2 separate regions of the Anser cygnoides genome follow, and region 2 is linked to region 1. Evidence: chromatin contacts called from public Hi-C data. All regions are on one chromosome and are shown on one strand. Each heading gives the region's core, a stretch centred on a gene start, on an enhancer-like site or on the middle of the called end of the contact. The rest is flanking DNA. Distances are from core to core; before and after follow the strand shown. Region 1 holds the start of LOC125183995. Region 2 holds the start of UBB (ubiquitin B).

What was found. Hi-C and Micro-C count contacts between places; a contact is called where the count stands out from the background.
Region 2: a contact with region 1 is called in a Hi-C map of liver, with 5 times the contacts expected there. The contact joins the promoter of UBB here to the promoter of LOC125183995 in region 1. A contact is called at or near these places in 2 of 7 Hi-C or Micro-C datasets (both in liver).

The regions. Positions count from the first base shown.
Region 1 is chr17:4,026,767-4,034,184 of Taihu_goose_T2T_genome, forward strand. LOC125183995 reads left to right here and starts at 5,957. Exons shown (of 3, transcript XM_066979248.1): 1 at 5,957-6,828. The coding sequence starts at 6,756. It overlaps NCOR2 (nuclear receptor corepressor 2), which reads right to left. Exons shown (of 47, transcript XM_066979209.1): 18 at 2,270-2,412. LOC136786573 (a long non-coding RNA gene) reads left to right here and starts at 3,825. Exons shown (of 2, transcript XR_010825592.1): 1 at 3,825-4,220; 2 at 5,269-5,688.
Region 2 is chr17:4,293,054-4,300,546 of Taihu_goose_T2T_genome, forward strand. It overlaps UBB (ubiquitin B), which reads right to left and starts at 1,733. Exons shown (of 2, transcript XM_066979378.1): 1 at 1,689-1,733; 2 at 1-167. The coding sequence starts at 1,718. It overlaps LOC125183997 (a long non-coding RNA gene), which reads left to right and starts at 994. Exons shown (of 3, transcript XR_010825627.1): 1 at 994-1,581; 2 at 3,229-3,452; 3 at 7,132-7,463. TRNAA-UGC (transfer RNA alanine (anticodon UGC)) reads right to left here and starts at 3,931; the gene lies at 3,860-3,931. TRNAD-GUC (transfer RNA aspartic acid (anticodon GUC)) reads right to left here and starts at 4,443; the gene lies at 4,372-4,443. It also overlaps TRNAF-GAA, TRNAD-GUC and TRNAA-UGC.

The sequences.
Region 1 (7,418 bases), core at 4,707-7,206:
TGAGGACGGCGCCTTATCTCCGCCCGCTGGCAAACAGAGCGGCTCCGGGAGGACACCCCGTATCCGCACGCCCCGCTTTCCTTCAGCGCCGAGATTAGAGAGCACAGCACGCAGAAGGTCAGGGCTCAGCGACGGCAATGCCCGGGAAGCATCCGAGCCGCTCGGCAGCGAGAGCGAGCCAAAACACGCCGCAGCGCAGACAAAGCGGGGCTTCGAGGTGGCCTGACGCTGCCCGGCACCAGCAGGCTGCCCGTCCCTCGGGCACCCCGATCCTCCGGGGACCAGGGCGAGGATCTGAGGCTGTGCGCGTCCCGACGGACCCCGCAGAAAGGGAGCACCGCAGCGCTGGGCACCGTTGCCAGCTGCATCCCGAGCCTTTTTCTCCCTAATGCTGGATGCTCAGAGCGGGGGGAGTCCCCTGCTGGTTCTCTGCCAAACCCCGATGTGTTTCGGGGCACGAGGGACATCCCCAGGCTCTGCGTCCCATCCCGACCCGGGGACTGGCACCTGCTCACCCCCAGCTCCTCCACACCACCCGCACGCTGTCAAACCAGAGAGAGGCCGGGGCTCGGGAGGGAGCCCTTCAGCCCTGTCACACCTACCCGGAGGAGGAGGAGGCTGTAATATTAACGAGCCCCGTTTGGGGAACTAATGAGATGTGCTAATTGAGTTTACTCTCATTAAGCAAGAGGAAGAAAAGCAGCGCCAGTTTGTTTCCTCACACACGATCGGCAATAGCTGGCGGTGGGGAGGTCAGGGAGTAATTTGGGGATTTCATGGCAAGCCCACACGATGACACACCGGCTCACCACATGCCTGCTCGGCAGAGGTCAAGGCTGACTACTGGGTATAGGAGATTAGGAGGCTTGGGTTGCTCGTGAATATATTTAGGAGTCAGGAAGGAAGGTCTATGGCAATTTAATCTCAGTTGTTCTTTCATTTTATTCAGCTCTCTGGCATCTGCTGTTGCCACAAAACAATAGAGCACAATAAATAACAGCTGAACGTTCATTGTTCTTCTACAAAACCGAATCCCATAGCCTCGAATGCTCAAAAAATAAAATGATGATGCTGATATAAACTGCAAGTGAGAGTGAGCAATTAGACTGGAGAAGTCTAGCGGCTGCCTTGGAGGGACGGATGCAGGGAAAAAATGTGGTTCTGCAGAAAAACACTTCTGTGATATAATTTCTGAAACGTTAGGAAGCAGAGTAAATTAATATACACCGATCCCACTGCCAGCTAGGCTGTGTGATCTGATTTCAGATCCTCTTCGGTAATGAACAACGGCATCTTTATAACATAACGTTTTATATTCGGAGGGCTTTATGCATGTTTAATTCCAGTCTTTATACAGTTTTTTTGGGTCTTTTGTATAGTTTGTTTGCTTTGTCTCTAAAAACAACTCGGTGAAACATAGGAGCACAGGAGTGTCTCTGTGCATAGAGAATTAATAAAAAAGAATCGCCAATGCCTTCTCTTTCTCTCATTCCTATAGACTGACTAGGATATTAAATTCCTGGGTGAGTCATTGAATGTTTTCCTGTCTTTCTTTTTACTCTTGCTGTAATAGCTTGCTTGGAGAGATTCCTGCATTGAACATTGTCCTTTGCATTTTCAAAGCACCCCTTGGGGGTTTAAGCCATGTGAATTCTATTAGCCAGAAACTGGGAACCCCAGGATACTCTACAAATGAAATAATTATAATCCTTAGCTGCTCTTAGCCGTCTGCCCTATCTCCTGAACGCTGAATGAGCCCCATTTCATTCATGCCCTGCACTTCAGGCCAGAAAAGCAGCGTCAGCCCGTTCTGACGGGGAAACCGAGGCACGGAGAGATGCGTGTATTTGCTCGCGGCCACAAGGACAACCAACATCCACGTCAGGATCAGCCTTCTCTGCACAATACCTGTCCCGCCACCACAGTTTTGGGCTAAGCCCCTCTTTCTCTTGCATTATCCTAAAACCCTGTATTTCTTTGGGGCAAACTGCCCTCAGTCTACTCCTCCCCTTCAGTCTGGGTGCCCCTGAGCACCACTGCGCTCCGGGAGCCGAGGCACGCTCCCACACGGCACCTCCCCTCCTACAGCTCCCCGGGGGGCCGAGCGGGCAGATGACCCTGTCCCACATCACTCGCACCCCCAATCCCCTGTGCTTTCACCCCAGAACGTTCTCCGAACCGAGGCGGTTCCCCTGTCGCTGCGGGACCGGGCAGGCACTCGCCGGGAAGTGCCCGAGGCACCCGGCGCGGGCGGCGAGGGGATTCTCACCATTTTCAGTTTGTGCTGCTGTAGGATCTCGTCCAGGTTCTGCCTCTTCTTGTAGTTGAAGTAGAAGTTTTTGCACTGCGACACGGTCTTGGAGCCCACCATCCTGGCAATGGCCGACCAGTTCCGCCCATGCTCAAGGAGACCTGCGGTGGAAGGAGGGAAGGGAGAAGCGTTTAAGGCCAGATAAAGTCGCACAAGGGCAGCATTATCCGCACAGGATGGGAAACACCCACTGCGCAAGCCAAGCTCCACAGGAACAATATGGTCACTAGCACCCGTCTGCAAGGCTTCCTAGGCCAGGGGATGACCTACAACAGCCTGTTTTTCTTTCCAAGGGGAAAAAAAAAAGGCACTGGGCTGTCTTGCTCAGGAACAAAACATCCCGCGGCCACATCAGCACTGCGGGTGGCCAGGAGGGGCTGCCTGCCCTTCGGGACGGGAGCAGGAGGCGCCGCCGTGCCCAGGAGAACCCACCAAGAAGCAGCGGTGCTCTACACCCTCCTGTGCCCCTCCGGTGGCTTACACCGGGGCGACAAGGCGGCTCGGTGGGTTGGAGTCCCGGTACAGGTGGGGAGGAAGAGCCCGGGCAGGGAAGTGTCAGGAAGCACAGGCGAGGTCCCCGCTGGGACCTCAAGTCCGCAGGTTCACGCCCTGGTCCCGGGGCCGTCGCGGGTGGGACGGACGCCTGCCAGAGGGACGGGTGCTCAGGCTGCACGCCTCAGACCTGGCAAGACAGCAGGTTGGGAGGAACGCTGCGGTGCAGGAGGCTGGAGAACACAACCCATCGCCAAGCCCAGCGAGGCGTCTGCTGGACACGGGAGGCAGGCGGTCACGTCGGAGGGGGGAGCCGCAGCCGCAGCCCCGGGCCACGCGCACCGGTACCCACTCTGCCTGCCCCGGGCTCCTGGAGGTGACCTGGGCTGGGGCCACCCAGGCTTTGAGGACAATTAAAACCTCGCAGCTTGCCGTCCTTCCCATGACCTGATTTCCCCATCTGCGGCCATCCCTGGCCTGGCGCCTTGCGAGCTCTTGCACAGGACAGCACATCGGGGGCCAAGCAGCATCCGAATGGGGCGTCCCTGACCCCAACCCCCCGCGACGTGGCAGCACGTGGCACAGCTCCCCAGGCCCTCCCCAGCACCTTGTGTAAAGGACGGGGGGGGACGCTGAGCCCAGGGGCACGGCGCTGCCACCGACGGGGACTTCAAGAGCTGAAAACCTGCAGGGAACAACCTGCCCAAGGCACCTTCCTCTTCTGTACGGGGTTTTTCTGCCCAGAGGTCACAACAACACACGGGGCCTGGGAACGGGGACTGCCTGGGAGTCTCCGACCTCCGTCCCCACGCCCTTCCCTGGCTGTCCCCAGCTCTGACACCGTGGGGCTCGGGACCCCAGTGTCCCACCTTAGGGCTCCCATTAGTGGCCCTGCTTGTGCCTGGGAGTCGTGCAGCCGTGCCCCAGCCGTGCCCAGCCTTCAGCCCAGCAGGGGACGGGGTGATCTCAGCACCAGGGCCCGAGGGATGCACCTCTGAGCAGGAAACGTGCAAGGGGAAGGCATGCCTAGGGGGGACACAGGTGAGTCTGCACTGAGTAGGCGGCACCACGTACCTCAGGGCAGGTAAAAAAGAACAAAACAAACAAACAAAAAAAAAACAGCCCCTCCCAGAGGAAAGCAGCTGTACTCAGCGCGGCAAGAGTTAACGTCCCGGCCGTGCCTGTATCCTGCCCCGTCCCAGCACCAGGGCTTATCGAATTGCACGCAACACGCAGGCATCACACAGAGCGCTGAGCACCACAAAAGGCCGGGGCCAGCCAAGAAACAAGTTTGAGCTTTAACTCTGCAGCTCCCAGCGCCGCTCCTGCGAAACCCACGACCTCTGCCGCGTGCAGGAGGGCTGGGGCTTCTTAAAAAGAAAAAAAAAAAGGGACGTCCGGCCACCAACCACGAGAGGTAACGCGCCGGGGGGGGCGGCAGTCCTCCCCCCGCGTGTCACAACCCAGCGCCGTGGCCAAAGCAAACAAGGCACCCGGCCCCCTTGGCTCGTCGCGGCGCTGTGCACCGAGCACAGCACCCAGGGCTGGAGCCATTTGCTGCGCCCCGGGCAAAGGCTCCCAGCGCCGGCGCTGCCCCTGGTCCCGGCGGTGCCCCGCGAGCAGCCATGGGACCCAGCCCGGTAAACGGGGGGGCCCTGTGCTGCCCACGGTCCCCAGCGTGATGTGACCTTCACCGGCTGCGCGGTGCCAGCTCCCGCTGCCCTCTCCCCTGCCACATGCCGGCTCTGCCGCCCTGCCCGCCGCCGCGGGGACGCTGGGGACGCTGCCACGGCCCCGCCGGGAGCTCGCAGCTGGCCGGGCAGGTGGCCGCATCCGTGCGCGGCTCACGAGGACAAGGCAGCCCGTGGGACCCAGCGGGGTGCCCAGCCGCCCTCCTCCTTACACTCAGGGCAGAGCAGAAGAGCAGCACCTGCTGCCCCGCAGGCAGGGATCGCCCGACACGCGCCCCGGGACGTGCCGTGCTACCCTCGCCTCGCGCCCCCGGCTCGGCAGCCCCCAGCCCCGCGCTCCCCGGCACACCAGCCCGTCTCGGCGCGGCCGTTCATTTCCCAGCGCAACTGAAACTATGACTAACTGAGTTATCAGATCGTACCCAGAGCTGCGCGGCTTGCCGTGCCGTGGGGGCTCGGCATGGCCTGGGGGCTCGGCACATGGTGGCCCTGCAACCGCGGGGTCTGTCCCTGGACACGCAGCTACAGCTCCACGCCAGGCACCAGCCCCAGTGTTAATTAACCCCGTCCTCGCCCCCCCCCCCAGTACTTACATGCCGCGGGTCTGGCTGCGCCGGGCGGGGAGCGTGCCCGGAGCATGCAGCGGGCGGGCTGGGACGGACGCGGGCGTTGGGGCGCGCTTCAAAGCCCCCCCGGGCACGCCAGCTCGCGGCGAAGCGCTGCGAGTGCTCCGCTCACGCCCGCCCCGCTCATTTTGCTTTCGCTCCCTCGCAGCAGCCGGAGAAAGAGAAGAAAGCAAAGCCGGTTCCTTAAATCCCGGGGGCGAGAGGATTTCAGAGCCATGGGCGGCGGAGAGCGGCGAGCGGGTGCCGAGGCTGGAAACCAGGTCACAGGCGAGAGAGTCCTGACCCCGGCGCCAGAAGTTGGAGGGGACACATGCTCTGTCCCCAGCTCTCCTCCAGCGGGGCGCGGGCGCTTGGTCCTCCCGCTCCTCCCGCTCGTGGCGGAGCTTTTCCAGCCGGCTGCAGCCGCGGTTGTTAAGGTGGATGGAAGCGCCTCCGGTATTTTCTCCCCTACCTCCTCGCTCAGCAGCCTGGGGCTACGGGGAGGGGAGGCTGTGCAGTTTCAGGAGATGCCCGATGTTGCCAAGAAAGAATAATAAATAAATAAGCCCACAGAAAAAAAAAAAAAAAGCAGCAGAAAGGCGCAGGGGAGGGAGCAGCCGACGGCGCGCTGCAGCTCCGCTCCTGCCAGCCCGGGGACGGGGAGCCGGTGCCGTCGGTATGTGGCGGAGCAGCGAGCGAGCTCTAATCTGTTCCTCTGGCTGACCCAGGGCTCATTGCATCTGAATGTGACCTCTAGACAGAGCATTAATAACGAACGTGGCACTGACCCAAGCTGACAAGGGGTGCGGCCGCTTGGCACCGGCTCCCTCCCTCCCTCTCTCACTTTCTGTCTCCCTCGCTCTCATCTGAATGTCAGCGGCAGGGGGAGGGATCCAGGAAAACAAAGCTTGGCTAATAGTTTCCTCCGCTCTGAAGTGAATCAAAGGCGCTTTTCTTTGGGGAGGTGCGCGCCGGCCGAGCCCAGCTGGGACAACGTGCCCCCAGCGTGGCTTGGCCCCGCAACCCGCGCCGCTGGAGAGGTTTGGGAGAGGACGCGGGACGGCGCAGCCGAGCCGAGCCAACGCAGGGGCTGTGTGGGCAGCGGTGCCACCACAGCCTCTGCCTTGGCACGAGCAAACGGGGGCTGGAGCGTCGCAGAGCAGGAAGGAAGAGGAGCCCGGAGAGCTGGGAGCACCCCGACGTGTGCTCGGAGGGGTAGATGAGGGGGCACCGAGGCGGGTGGGAGCCGGCCGCTGGCGGCCCCTCGGCTCTCCGCAGCTGCGGGTTTTTATGTGATCCTTTCCAAGGCTCCCCGGCGCGGCCGCCCTGCTCCACCCAGCTCTGGGAGAGGGTGGAGGGAGCCCGTAAAAGGGTCCCTTAATGGGAGCTCGTGCGGATTAACAGGACGGGGTTACAAGGGAAAAAAATAAGTGATCTCACTCCCCTACGCCTGACGGTACCTGGAGCAATCCTCCAGCACCCCTCGCACCCACTCCCCCGCTCGGGAGCGGGGATGGGGACACTCCTGGCACAGCCAAAACTGTAACCCAGCCCTGGAGAAAGACCAGCACCGCGCAAACCGTGGCATCCTGAAAGCGTGGTCGGCGTCGCTGGCAACCAGCGCTCCGCTGCCAGCCAAATTAGCGCGCCGCAGCGATGCTTTCCCCCGCTGATCTCAGAGCGGTTCGCAGCGTGCGGGCGCGCGTGGGAGAACCGAGACACAAAGAAGGTGAGTAACCGCTCCGGGGCCGCGCAGGCGGTGGGAGGCAGAGCCGGGCGAGCACCGGGCTCCTGACGCCGCGCCAAGCCAAGCAGCGGGGACGACGCGCACGCGGCCGGCCCACGTCCCCGCGGGAGGGGACAGCGGGCAGGCAGGGCGACGCTCGCCCGTCCTCGGGAACGCAGCAACCAGCATCGGCCTCCTGCCGCGCTCCGCACCTCCGGCAGCCCCGTGCTTGAACCTCCCCGACCCGGATTCCTACCGTCAGACACCTCGCCTCTCCTCTCGCCGCGCTGCGTCCCCTTCCTTCCAGCCCGCCGGCAGGGACGGGAGCTCGCCCTGCTCCCCGCGGTTCCCCCGTCCTGCCGGGGACGCGGGAGGCTCCGTCCCGCGGCCGAGCGCACGCGGAGCCACCGCTCCCCTCGTGCCCAAGTGCTCTTTCTTCACCTGGCTCGGATATTATTCCCGCTCCCTTATTGTTGAAAAAATAATGCTCAAAATTAAAATGTAGGCTGTAAATTATAGTAATTACCCAGCAGTTCCCCCTGACAGGCCTTTTGTGTTTCATTCGCTGACACTCGCTAAGCAAATCCTCGCAG
Region 2 (7,493 bases), core at 483-2,982, 260 kb after region 1:
CGCCCGTCTTCCAGCTGCTTGCCAGCAAAGATCAGCCTCTGCTGGTCGGGAGGAATGCCCTCCTTGTCCTGGATCTTGGCCTTGACATTCTCGATGGTGTCGCTGGGCTCGACCTCCAAGGTGATGGTCTTGCCCGTCAGGGTCTTCACAAAGATCTGCATGTTTGCCTGGAAGAGAAGACGCAGAGCTTTAGGCAGATGCCCCCTAAGGGCCGCAGCCCAGCGGCCAGCAGCCGCCCGCCCAGCGCCCACCACCCACTGCCCACCGCAGTTGGAGCCCAGAAGGACCCGCCCCCGCCCGGTGACGTCACCATGGAGGCCCCGCCCACCCCACAAAGGGGCGGGTCCAGGCCCCGCCCGCTCCAGCCCCGCGCGCACGCCCTCCGCCATCTTGAGCGAGGCCGTCGCACCTGCGCGGCCGCCATTTTGCCGGCGGCTGGCCGGGCCCCCTCCCTCCCCCCCTCCCACCTCCGCCGACGGTTGGCGCTGGGGGGGGAAGGGGGGGCAGGAAACGCCCCGGCCCGCGGCCCGCCCGCGCCCCGCCGCCTTTCCCACCGCGCCTCCCTCCCCTCAGCACACATCCAGCCCTCTCCCGGCTGCCCGGCCCGCACCCAGCCCCACGCACAGCCCTCGCTCCCCCTTCACCCGCTGAGGCGCGGCGGTGCCCGGCCGCGCAGCACTCACCACAGGACCCGCGGGCACAGCGCACGCACCCCTGCCCTCAGCCGGCTCCAACTACGCCACAGACGCCGCTCCCGCCCCTTATATAGCCTCCTGCGCCCCGCCCCCCGCGGTGCGGATCACTCCGCCGCGCACTATTTCGCCGCCGTCCCGCCGGGCGGGCGCAGGGGAGCGAGGCCCAGCGGCGCGGAGGGATCGGCGCGCCGCGAGGTGATGCGGCTCTGAGGGGCGGGCGGGGGGGGAGCGGCGCCGAGGGCACAATGCGGCGCGTCGCAAAACCCGGCCTGGAGCTCACGGAGCGGGGCTGGGGAGCGCTGTGCCTCCGTTTGGAGACGTCTAATGTGGCTAAAAGCTACTTGTCAGCCTCACGGTTTTATTCAGGGATTTTATTCAGCCCCAGAAGAGGCGTTCCATTTCAAACGTCCCTCGGTTTTCTTGCCGTGGGCAAGGTGAGGGGCTGCTCCGCTCGCAGGCCTCGCCTGGAGGCTGCTGAGGAAAGGAAGCACTTCTGTGCAAAGAGCTGTGTGGTGTTAAAGTCTCCCATGCTCATCACATCGCTAAAGGGAGAGAAGTGGCAGTATGGCCTCCCCATCCTGGGCCAGGAGCGGGGTGAGACAACACAAAGTGCCAGGTAAAGCCTGCGGGCAGGGCCGTGCTAAGGCTCTCTGTGCTGCCATCGCCCCTGTAAACGTGCTCCTGGCACGGAGCAAAGGACAGAAAAACTAAACCAGTGTCCAGCCACACACACACACACCACCACAGCGCTGGGACGCCCACCAGGCCCGTGGCTGAGGCAGATGATGGGCAGAGACCGGGCAGAGACCGCGTCAGGTCAGGGAGGCTGCAGGAGAGGCAGCAACCTGGCAAGGGAAATAGGACGTGAGGAACGAGTGAGTATGGAGTTTGAGGTATAATGGAGTTTGCAACTCAGGGATAAGGCCTTGCCAACTGAGGTAAAATCAACCACAAATAGAATTAATAACGCTTATTTATTAACTGTGGTCTCACAGAGCATGGTCTGTTAGGTCCGTGTTGCATTCAGTTGGCTCCTGTGCCATCGTAGTCAAAACGTACAGCAATTCAAGGGCGAAGCTGAGAACAAAATGAGGCTTTGTTTGCAAGATTCACTGGATGCCATTTGGTTCAATCCGCTTACAAAATCCTTCGTTTCTGTGCACCCAAAGAAAAACGCTGCCTACCGAACTGACGCGGCTGACACCCAGTGCTGCACACCAGTGGGAAGGGAGCGGAGACCCAGCAACAGCTTCGTGATTGGTTTGGGGGAAACCGGCCTGCGTTTCCCTGACACACAGAGCTCTTACAGGAGGGGAATGCTCTGGGGATCTTCCCAGCCTCTCCTGCCTTGCATTTGTATTAAAACACAGCATTGCAATAATAATCATAAAAAAAGAAAAAGCAGCTCAGACACCCAGGTGGTTTATCTGAAAAAAAAAAATAATAATCTACAAGTCTTTTGATTTTTGCTCAGAATGAGGTTGGAATCATGCTCAATGGCTTACAATGTATGCATGTATATAAACTAAATATTTGAATAGACTTTCTGTTTTAAGAGATCTTCCATCATCTGAAATTGAAAAATAATGCTAAGCTTATTCTTTAGTTACAGAATGTAACTCTGGACTAGTCCGCAAATAGTTGAAAAGGCACATGGCGCTCTATTTCATGACAAGATAATTTTATAACAGCCATAAATTAAGATGGTACAGCGCTGTTCTTTATCTAATTTGGCTAGGCAGCCAACCACTGAGCGCTGTGGGTGAATTTCATAGAATCAGAGAATCACTCAGGTTGGAAAAACCCTCTAAGATCATCTAGTCCGACTTTTAATTTGTACCTGAATTCTGAACCTTACAGCCAAATAGTGGAGCGACACGCTCCAAAAGCTTCAGATTCATGTTGTGTTCAGACTGCAAGGCAGATGTTATGCCCTAATGCAACCCAGTCCTTAAAGACGTCTGGTGGCTTGCAGGAGAACAATGCTTTCCCGTGCTGGGAGGAGCTTTCCACGAGCACAGCCACTTCATGTTTCTCCGACACCATCTTTGCAAGTAACCCCTTGCTAAGGTTTCAGGACAAGCTTGGTGAATAGCAGGACAGCGTTCCTAGCAGACCATGACGTATTGTACTGACAAATATTGATTTCCTGTGCCCAAAACACTCACACTTTGTGCCTATTATTGTAAACTCTTTGCGGCAGACACTGTCGCGTTCTTGTACCCCTGTGCAGCCTATATTCCAGAACTACAGCTGCTCAGAGAGATCCTGTCCAGTGAACTACTTACAGCAGGGATTTGCGAACACACCAGTAGCGTAGCCAAACTAACACCACTTAATAAATTACTACTCTGACAGGAAATGTCATTTACATGTGTCACTAGTCAGCAGTCCCCTACCAGAGGGAGCTGGACATGCTGTTGATAACTGAACAGGGTAAATAAAGCAGCTGGTAACTGAACTGGGTAGATAAAAGCTGTTTTGAGATCTGCATGGGCTCAGGTTTCTGAGCCGTACCTTTCATCCTTCGCAGCTCTGATGACTTTCCCAGTCCAGACACAGCCGTGCGAGCCAGGCCAGCCCAAGATCAAAGCAGTGAGTTGTCTCCTGAGAAGCCCTCACACCCTGCTCCAAGCAAAGCCTGGTAATGCTGCCAAGACTCCAGCTGGCCCAGGACAGCCGAGGTGAGCAGATACCACCGAGCCAGCTCAGAGCCAGCAAGGCTTCAGGAAAAAACTCCCACAAGCATCTTAGCTGGTGAGTACGGGAACCTGCCATGTCCTGGCTTTTTTTTTGCCTTCTCCTTTGTCTGTTTCTGGGAGCGTGGCGCAGAGAGCCCTGAAGCAGCTCCGTGCCGCCTGCAGGGTTGGGTGAAGGCGAGCTCTGGGGCTGTAGCGGTGTCAGGCAGGGTGAGCCGTGCAGCATCCCCCAGATTTCAGGGTTTGCATCTACAGGGCCACAGCTTGGCAAGAAAATACCCAGCTAGGCATAAAAATCTTGTGTTTGCATAGTCCTGTAGAGAACCAAGTGACAAAAGAGCCATCTGGTGCCCCCGCGGGCCTTTCTGGGCTGCACATCCAGGGTGCAGAGATGCCTCCTGGTGAGCGCGACGCGGCAACCCTAACCCCAGGTAAAATACGGGGCGAAAACGGAAAGAGCACCGCTGGAGATGCCGGGGATTGAACCCGGGGCCTCATACATGCAAAGCATGCGCTCTACCGCTGAGCTACATCCCCCTGCCCCGCACTGCCCACCCTGCCTGGCGGCCAGGTCCGTGCCCCCCGGGCTGCCCCGGCGGGCACCCAGCGCCCGGTCCCACCCCGGGGGCGGCCGCCGCTCGCCCCTGCTCCCTCGGGAGGCACCGGCAGGGCCAGGGCACGTCTGGCTGCACCGGCCGGGGCCTCCCCGGGGGGCGGGTGTGCGCTTCGTTAATTCGGCGGGTGGGGAAAGGGGCGACGGGAAGGGCGTGGGGGTGGGGAATAGGACGGGCAGCGAGATCCCTGGGCATGTCCCCCCGAGATCCCTGGGGCTGCTCGGCCCTGGGTCAGGCTGCAGTGGCACGCAGCAGCGCAGCACCCGTTTATTTATTTATTTCTCCGTCTTCGGAAATTGGAAAAGTGCAGGAAGGAAGAAAAAAAATAATCAGTAATTTAAAAAAAAAAAAAAAATCACAGGCCTCCCCGTCGGGGAATCGAACCCCGGTCTCCCGCGTGACAGGCGGGGATACTCACCACTATACTAACGAGGACGGTGCAGGCCGGGCGCACCGCGGGCCGCCTCACCGCCGAGCCCGCCGCCGCTCGGGCACCCGCCGCCCCCCGCCGCTGTCCCCGCCGGGACCCGCCGCCAAACGCCACGCGGAGCAGCCCTGCCTTCGACCGGGAGCGGGCCGCGGCTCCGGCGGCAGAACGATTCGCCCGGGTGAGAAAAGGAGAAAGAAAAAATGAGAAAAAGCTCTGCCGAAACCCGGGATCGAACCAGGGACCTTTAGATCTTCAGTCTAACGCTCTCCCAACTGAGCTATTTCGGCGGCCGAGAGCCCCCACGCTGGCTGCGGATACGACCCCGCCCCGCACCCGTGGGTGCCCTGCCCGCAGCGCGCTTCGGTCGCGAACGCGCGGGGGGCGCCCGCTGCCTGCGGGACGGCGTTGGCCGGGCGGGTCGGGGCTTCCCCCGCCTGTCCGCGCTGCTCTGCTAACCCCGGGAGAGCGGGGCTGGGTCCCCAGGGACCGCACAGCAACAGCCGGAGGGGTGCCCGCAGCGCGGCTGCAGCCCGCTTCCCCTGGCAAACAAACAAACAAAAAGAAAGTAAAAAATAACAAACCTGCAAAAAGCGTGCTCGGTTTTAGCGGTCTTGAGATGCAAAGCAGACAAACGCTCGCCTACAACCCCAGCCTTACCGGTGACCGAGCGAGGACCCCTGGCGAAGCACGTTCCCCGCCCCACTAAATAACGGCTTCCAGCACGTTCCAGCACCACCACGGGGCACAAAATAACTGCAGCCTCCCCGTCGGGGAATCGAACCCCGGTCTCCCGCGTGACAGGCGGGGATACTCACCACTATACTAACGAGGACAGGTGCTGTGTTGGGCCCCCCGGGTGCCGCTATAAGGCTCGGAGGCGCCGCAGGCTCCGCTCCCCCGCCCGGCCGTGCCGCTGGGTGCAGGGGGCGGCGGGGAGCGGGGGCGGCGGGGCCGGGAGCGGGGCCGCACGGCGCTGGGGACGGCTGGGCGAGCTATGTCTGCGCTGCCGGGACAACATTAGCCACCAAGGGGATGTAGCTCAGTGGTAGAGCGCATGCTTTGCATGTATGAGGCCCCGGGTTCAATCCCCGGCATCTCCACTTTTTCGTTTTCCTCCCCGCACGTGGTTTAAAGCTGGCCGTGAAGCCAGCCGCTTGTCGAGTTTCCGAAAGATCCGTAATTTCAGCTCTGTCGCGTGTAAATAGGCTCCGTGTCCGTTTTCCTGCCCGCGGCTGCCGCTCCGCACTGTGGCATTCCAGCATCTGTCACACGCACCCAGCTACCACAGGGTATTTCCCTTGCTCTAAAAAAAAGCTGATATTTCTGCAGCGCTACATATTCCTGCCACTTGTATCCTGGCCTGCAGCGTCTGGCACTGATGGCAGTTCCTGGGGGGCTGGTGGGTTACTGCCCGCACCTTTCACATTGCGGTGTTACGTGCAGCAGCAAATTAATACAGTGCGAGCAGGGGGGCTAGAAAAGGTGAAGAGTGGGTGAAAGGAAAGGGGAACTTGAGCTGCACATTTTCACACGAAGCTTGAGCAGTTTGCTTGTGCTGAAATTCAAGGGCAGAAACACAGTTGTCCAGACATGTTCAGAGTTTAGCTCTGAATTCCTCTCAGCTTCAAACTACTGCATCCTACCAAGCCTGAACAATGCTTCCCGGGCCCTTGGACGTCAAAGTGAACCGGGAAGAATTTCCCCCACGGTGGGAGTCAGCACAGGCAGGCAGCGGGAACAACCACAGACCCAAACGCAGAGTAGATTTATTCTCATTACCTCGCCAACCAGGGGATCCCCAAAGCAACACCCAGGCAGAGGCACGCAAGCGGGGACGCAGGAACCCTAAGCTGGGTCCATGCTAGGAGAGCACCAGCCTGTTGGTTTCGCCTGTTTATCAAGGGTTTGCACAGGCACAGTTTTTACCACCACGCTGTGATCCTCGCTGTGCTTCTTTGATCTCCTCTGTACCAAGGCTGGGAGCTGGAGCACGTCCGATAGCACGCCTCCAAGCCCACCGAACACCTCTGTTATCTGTGCACAGACGTGCTACTTGCCAAACACGCAGAGCACAAACAGCAGTGGGTACAATTTATGTGCTTTCCTACATTACAATTGTGCAGCTTTTATTCATGCTCGTGACCTTGCAGCTGGAAATATTTACAATCCTCCTCGCCAATCTTCGCTTTTAACCCATTCCCCCCAACACCACAGCTGCACACGTGCCTGCGATGAAGGATGTCACCCGAGCGTCCATTCAAGGCACTGCCCTGCCAGCCCAGGGAGCAGACCCATCTCATCATTTTCCTTACCACCACAAAACCACAGAAAATAGTATCAAAGCTTAGTTCAAAAAAAAAAAATCCACCCTGTGATCATGTTTTACACTGTTGTACAGAATACAGTTTAAACAAGTGTTTGGACTGCAGGACTACTGTCTGTGCTAAGGACTAAAAAGGCCTGTTTTGTATCTAATAGTTCTCTAGATTGTTAAATGTACAACCTGTGGGGGTCTGCAACAGCTTGCTCTTATTTAAAACATCTGTCTGCACAGGATGACTATTGCTTAAAGCTTCATTCACAGCCAACACCTGTTACCTGATTTAATTTTGATAACACACTGGTGTTTTGGCACTTGCTGAGCAGTACTCACGCAGCAACAAGGCTTTATTTTTCCCAACCTGCCCCACCAGGGAACAAGACGGGTGGGAAGAAGCTCGGGGCGGACACAACCAGGAGAGCTGACCTGGCCGAAGGGATAGTTTCTGTGCCACGTATCATCCTGCTGGGAGCCTGGCTGGACATCAGCCTGCTTGTGGGAGGTGGCAAGCGGTTGCCTTTGCCTCATTTGCTTTGTTTCTTACCTCTTTTTATCACTTTAATAAACTATCTTTATCTGAACCAATGAGTTTTCTCACCTTTGCACTTATTCTGCTGGGTGACAGACAGTGAGCAAGCAGCTCTGTGATCCGCAACTGCTGGCCAGGGTCAACCCCTCACAAGGCCTGAAGGTTCAGTCTGCATTGGGATCTGTAGTCACACATCAAGAAGGGCC